Regions from separate parts of the Mus musculus genome. Here region 2 is linked to region 1. The links are chromatin contacts, called in public Micro-C maps. All regions are on one chromosome and are shown on one strand. The core of a region is the stretch at or near the end of the contact, and the rest is flanking DNA. Distances in the headings are between cores, read along the strand shown.

Region 1 (2,700 bases), core at 71-2,570:
CTCTAACCAGGCTGTGCTTCAACTTCCCGCTTCTGTCAGAACACAGAAATAGATTTATTTGGTAAATTGTTTGCCTGGCACGTTTGATGGCTCACATGAATGCCTTGGCGGGGAGGGGATGTTCTCGAGATGGCTGAGCCATTTAAGGTGCCTGTCACCAGACTTGACAGCCTGAGTTCTATCCCGGGGATCCACGTGGTGGGACAAGAGCACTGTGTATCATTGTGTTCTGGTTTCCACGAGTGAGCCTCCACTCCCCTCCATGCACACAAAGCAAATCAATGCCTTCTTTTGGGGTTCATCTGCTCGTTGCTTTAGTTTTGAGACAGTGTCTCACTCTGTAGCTTTAGCTGTCCTGGAGTAAACTAGACCCTTGAGCTCACAGAGATCCATTTGCTTCTACCTCTCAAGTGCACACACACAAACAGGCGTGCACACAAAAACACAGAAGAGCTGTTTGCAGTATTCACCCCCCGCCTTCTGTCACGGACTTCTGTGGTCTTTTCCATCTTGTAGAGCAACTATCCAGATTTCCTTTTCTCCCTGCAGGATTCCGGCGTGAGACTCACCAGGAGAGCCCTTCAAGAGAAAGGCCTGAAAACCGAGCCCCTCAGGAGGCTTCTCCCCAGGAGAGGCCTCCGGACAAATTCTCGGCCAACTTCCACGGTTCCGGAACCCAGAGCTCCCGGAAGTGGGAGCAAGGCCCAGAGGGCACCCAGGACGATACCACAAGGGAAGGGGAGGTGAGCGGGTTCCACCACACAAGGGGAGGCCCTTAGGTCTTCCTTAGCTGCCTCAAGATCCAGTCATTTACCCACACCGTTTAAGGGTGGAGAGGGCTTTGGAGCTGGGCACCCGCAGCCAGCAATGGAGGTCGGCAGCCAGCTCTCTGCTTGTCCCTGTCCCTAAATTATGGATCCATCCTGCTTGCTGTGGGTCCAAAACTACTGGGCCAGAGCAGGTCCCAGACAGGGAATGTCTGGGGACATCTCTAGGTGATGCCTAGAAGCAACTTGAATACACAAAATGGTGGATCCTATGCCAACTTGGTCACCTCCTCACACACTTAGGGCAGCCATCCACCAAAGGGCCAGGCATGGCCCCTGGAGGTGACCTTCGACCTTTGGAACTACAGTATCTACACTGGTGAGGGGCCCTACCAGCAAGACTTGAGCAGCGAGCAACCCCTGAAGCACTGGGCAAAAGGTAATGCCACAGCTTGTGAATGGTGTGAAGATTCAATTGCCCGTGTGTAGAGACACCACTCCAGCAAGCACCTGGCAGCCTCACCCGCTTCCACGAGCCTATGGACTCTGGGCCTGCTAATTAACCCTTGGCTCCAGAAGACATGTGCCAACCAGGGTGCCAACCTTGCCTCAGGTCAATCGAGGGGTGCACATGGCCCAGTGACCTTTCAGACCAGGCCACAGCCTCCTGCCCCAGGAATGGATGGAGACATGTGGTCCAGCACTGCCAAATCTACCTGGAAACTACCCACTTTGAGAAACTCATGGCAGATGAGCCATCTGAGTGATTCCAAGGGCTTTCATCAACCTCTTGCCTCCGACTTGACAACTCACTTGGCCAGGAGGTAGTGTCTCCTGTACCACAGAGAGCTAACTGTACTACATATTGCAACTTGTGGGACTTATTTAATGCAGCACTCCTGTCATAGATCCTGTTACTTTCACATTTTACAGATATAGAAAACAAGCAACCAGGAGGTTAAAGAGCTTGCCCCAAGTCACACAGCCTGTCTGTGGCAGAGCCAGCATTCACATCCAGTCTACCCACCTGACTCCACAGTCCCTGCTAGTGTACCACTTTTTGTGCTGGGCATGCAGGTGGGCTGCAGCTGTGAGCTTTGTTGAGGCGTTCATTGAAGGAACATCCATTTTTCTCAGTGGCAAATTACAAAGGACTTTTAATTTTAACTTTCTTCTGCCTGACCTACCTTCCTTCCTTCCTTCCTTCCTTCCTTCCTTCCTTCCTTCCTTCCTTCCTTCCTTCCTTCCTTTCTTCCTCTGCTGGCCATGAACCCACTAGACCAGGCCAGTCTTGAACTCACAGAGGTCTGTCTATCTCTGCCTCTCCAGTGCTGGGATTAAAGGTGAGCGACACCATACCCAGCTTAGGCCTTCTTTGTTTGTTTGTTTGTTGTTTTTTGAGTAATAAGGTAAGCAGATGTTCTGTGTCCATAACTGAGATGACATGGACATTGAGTGGTAAGGGACTTGAGCTCAGCCCCTGGGTCCCTCAGATTCCTCTCTGGAGTGCCATTGATACAGGAAGCATCATCTAGGCCCAGCTCCTGATTGGCGACTTCCCAGAAGCCATGGGCTGTCATGCCAAGTGACTGGGGAACTTCAAGTAACAAACATTTATTAATTAGACTTCTGAACTACCAATGGGGCAGAAGTTTTCACGTTTCAAACACAGATACTAGTTTTCAAGATTCAGAAATGAAACATAGGAATTCTGGGGAGGTCCAGAAAGTCCTACTTTGTATTTTTCATAACTCTCTGTATCTTAAAAGCTAAGAAACTCACAGTTCATCGTAGTTTAAAAGAGCTGCAAGCCTTAAATATTCAAAAGGTAGAAACTGCCAGTGTGTGTCACTGGGTAGTAGTTGAATAACAAAATGTTTACGGATCCAATTAGATTCATGGTACTCCAGAGTCATGAGTTGAAATCGCGGAT
Region 2 (2,700 bases), core at 183-2,682, 280 kb before region 1:
TGGCCTTAAATTCCTAATGTAGCTAAAAATGACCTTGAACTCCTTTTGAAAAAATAATTTTTAAGATTTATTTATTTTATTTATATGAATACACTGTAGCTGTCTTCAGACACACCAGAAGAGAGCATCGGATCCCACTACAGAAGGTTGTGAGCCACCATGTGGTTGGTGGGAATTGAACTCTGGAACCTCTGGAAGAGCAGTCAGTGCTCTTAGCCACTAAGCCATCTCTCCATCTCTCCAGCCTGCCCGCCTTTAATATTTATTTATTTATTTATTTATTTATTTATTTAATGTATGTGAGTATACTGTCGCTGTCTTCAGATACACCAGAAGAGGGCATCAGCTGGAAGAGCAGTCAGTGCTCTTAACCACTGAGCCATCTCTCCAGCCCTGATACTGAACGTCTGATATTGCACCTACCGCCTACCTCCTAGGTGCTAGGATCATAAGCATTCACCAGCATGCCTGCTTTATGTAAAACTGGGGATCAAGCCCAGAACTTCATGCATTCTAGGCAAACATTTTACCAATTGAGCTATATCTTCTACCCAAACATGTGCTTTTTCCCTTGTTTCTCTCTCTCTCTCTCTCTCTCTCTCTCTCTCTCTCTCTCACACACACACACACACACACATACACGCACACACACACATGCTCGCACACACACTCACACATACTCACACTCACACACACACTCACTCACACACACCCCTCTATGCCATGTGGGTGCTGTTACCCACAGAGAGGGCATAGGAGGGCACCAAATCTGGAGCTGAAGTCACCGGAGGTTGTGAGCTGGTGTTGTGGATTCTGGAAACTGAACTCAGGTCCTCTGGAAGAGCAGCAAGCAATCATAGCAGCTAACCCACATCTCCAGCTTCTGTGTAGTCTAGGAACTGTGGACTGGAGTGCTTTCAGACTTCACAGTGTTGGGGTCACAGGTACTACCACACCCAGTGCCATACCTTCCTTAAATAGACTCCTAATGATAAATAGTGTACCAAGAGACGGAGTGACTTTTCTAAGTCACATGAAGAGCAAGCAAGGAACAGCATTGAGAGTCGACCACCCCAGCACAGAGGGGTTTCCAGCTTTACCAGGCTGCTTAGTCCTCTCCAGTACCCCCAGGCCTTGCTCAACAAGGCAGAATCTGTGATCCCTTTGTTAGGATGGAATTGAATTCCCTAGAGTTCCTGTCCCAGGCCTGGCCAGCAACTCCAGTAACCAGAGCTGTGTGAGAAGAAAAGGCCAAGCCACTGGGGAAGCCACACCCCAATCAAGGGTGAGGTCTCAGGTGAGTCATGCCAAGGGCTACTGCCCAGCCCCATCCTGCTCTTCCACGGACCCAGGGCATGTGCTCCTAGCACTCCACCCACCACAGTCCTCTGAGTCGGTTTAACACACGGGGCGCCCTGCTCAACTCTCCACATCCAACAGGTGTCCTGGAGTGAGGACACCGCCCTACCTCCACTCTGAGCCTCCAGATATGTGAGATGCACCAGAATTCAGGGTGGGGCCTTTGACCTCCCTATTTTCCCCTTTCAGGCCCAGATCCTCTCAGATTCCCACAGATGGGCTCCAGCCAGGGAGGGTGGGGCTACCCCTGGGACCATCAGGAGGAACCAGCTACATAGTCCGGTGACAGAGTGGTGGCAGGAAGCAGCCTCTCACCTGCCTCTGTGCCTCCAGCTGACTTTAGTAGACCATGTCCCATCACCTGTTTCTCCCAGTTGTAATCATGGGTAAGTTCAGAGGACCGGGCTTTAAGAAGCCTGGATACCAACCCTAGAGAGCTGAAAAGCAGGAGATATACCCTGCATCCCTTATGGCAGTAAGATAGCAGAGTAGGCAGAGGAGCAGAGTGTCAAGAGGAAGGACGGGAGGGTGGTGGAAGGAGGAGAGGGCCATACCAGGAGCCCGAGGGATTGTGCAGAAGGGGAAGGGGAAAGGAGGCCTGCATGCCATGGGGAGATGGAACACTGTAAAATAGGATGGAAGGAGAAAGAGCCACACCTAAGTGCATCATCTCTCCAGACTTTCCTTGCCTCCCTCTTGTCTTCTCAGTGGTCAGTCCCATCCCTCCAGGAGCCTTCCAGGACTCAGGTAAGACTGATGGACTGGGGAGAGTTGGGCTCAGATGCCTCAGTGTAGGCAGACCAAAGGGCTGAAACAGGGAACCGGGGGACTGAGGGCAGCAAAAGCCCAGGAAGAGCAGGAAGATGGTGCTGGCAGTGTCGGGGCTGAAGGAGCGTCTTTCTCTCTCTGTCTTCTGTCTTCTAGTGGTCAGTCCTACCCAAGGAGAATTTGAAGACCTAGGTAAGAGAGAGGCATGAGTTGCCTCCAATCTTGTCTTTTGTTTGCTTGCTTGTTTTTGTTTTCGTTTTGCTTTGCTTTGCTTTGCTTTGCTTTGCTCTTGAGACAGGGTCTCTCTCTATAGTCCTAGCTATCCTGAAACTCATTCTCATAGGCCAGGCTAACCTCACACTCACAGAGATCCACCTGTCTTTGCCTCCTGAGCGCTGGCACTAAAGGCTGTCTTGAATCCTAAAGAAGTTTCAAACTGGCTAGGTCATGAGTGAATTGGAAGTGCCCGGGCCCTCCAGCTTTGGCTTGCTCATGTTCAGAAGGGCAAACTGAAGGGGTTCAGGCTCCACCACCACCCTCCCCGAGTTACCAGGGTCTCTGGAGTCCAAGGGA

What was found. A called contact is a pair of places that touch in the nucleus more often than the background predicts.
Region 2: a contact with region 1 is called in a Micro-C map of embryonic stem cells, with 4 times the contacts expected there. The contact joins the promoter of Prss36 here to the enhancer-like site in region 1. A contact is called at or near these places in 6 of 39 promoter capture datasets (the C10 cell line, HPC-7-derived erythroid cells, embryonic stem cells and 3 more), 3 of 15 datasets of contacts at CTCF or cohesin (embryonic stem cells, large pre-B cells and pro-B cells), 37 of 484 Hi-C or Micro-C datasets (B cells, the Ba/F3 cell line, CD4 T cells and 21 more), 10 of 115 datasets of contacts at active chromatin or transcription factors (T-cell acute lymphoblastic leukemia, astrocytes, bone marrow-derived dendritic cells and 4 more) and 4 of 9 other capture datasets (adipose tissue, embryonic stem cells, liver and 1 more).

Annotation. Positions count from the first base shown.
Region 1 is chr7:127,664,896-127,667,595 of GRCm38.p6, reverse strand. It overlaps a transcript of Bcl7c not described here. Among named protein-coding and RNA genes, the nearest start is that of Gm39090, 25 kb to the left of the region's middle. Within about 2 kb of position 1,320, at least 18 of the 459 cell types and tissues checked have an H3K27ac peak or open chromatin away from gene starts, as enhancers often do. A contact at or near this core is called in embryonic stem cells and liver, where this site is marked.
Region 2 is chr7:127,945,457-127,948,156 of GRCm38.p6, reverse strand. It overlaps Prss36 (protease, serine 36), which reads left to right and starts at 1,432. Exons shown (of 15, transcript NM_001319147.1): 1 at 1,432-1,745; 2 at 2,068-2,106; 3 at 2,284-2,319. The coding sequence starts at 1,709.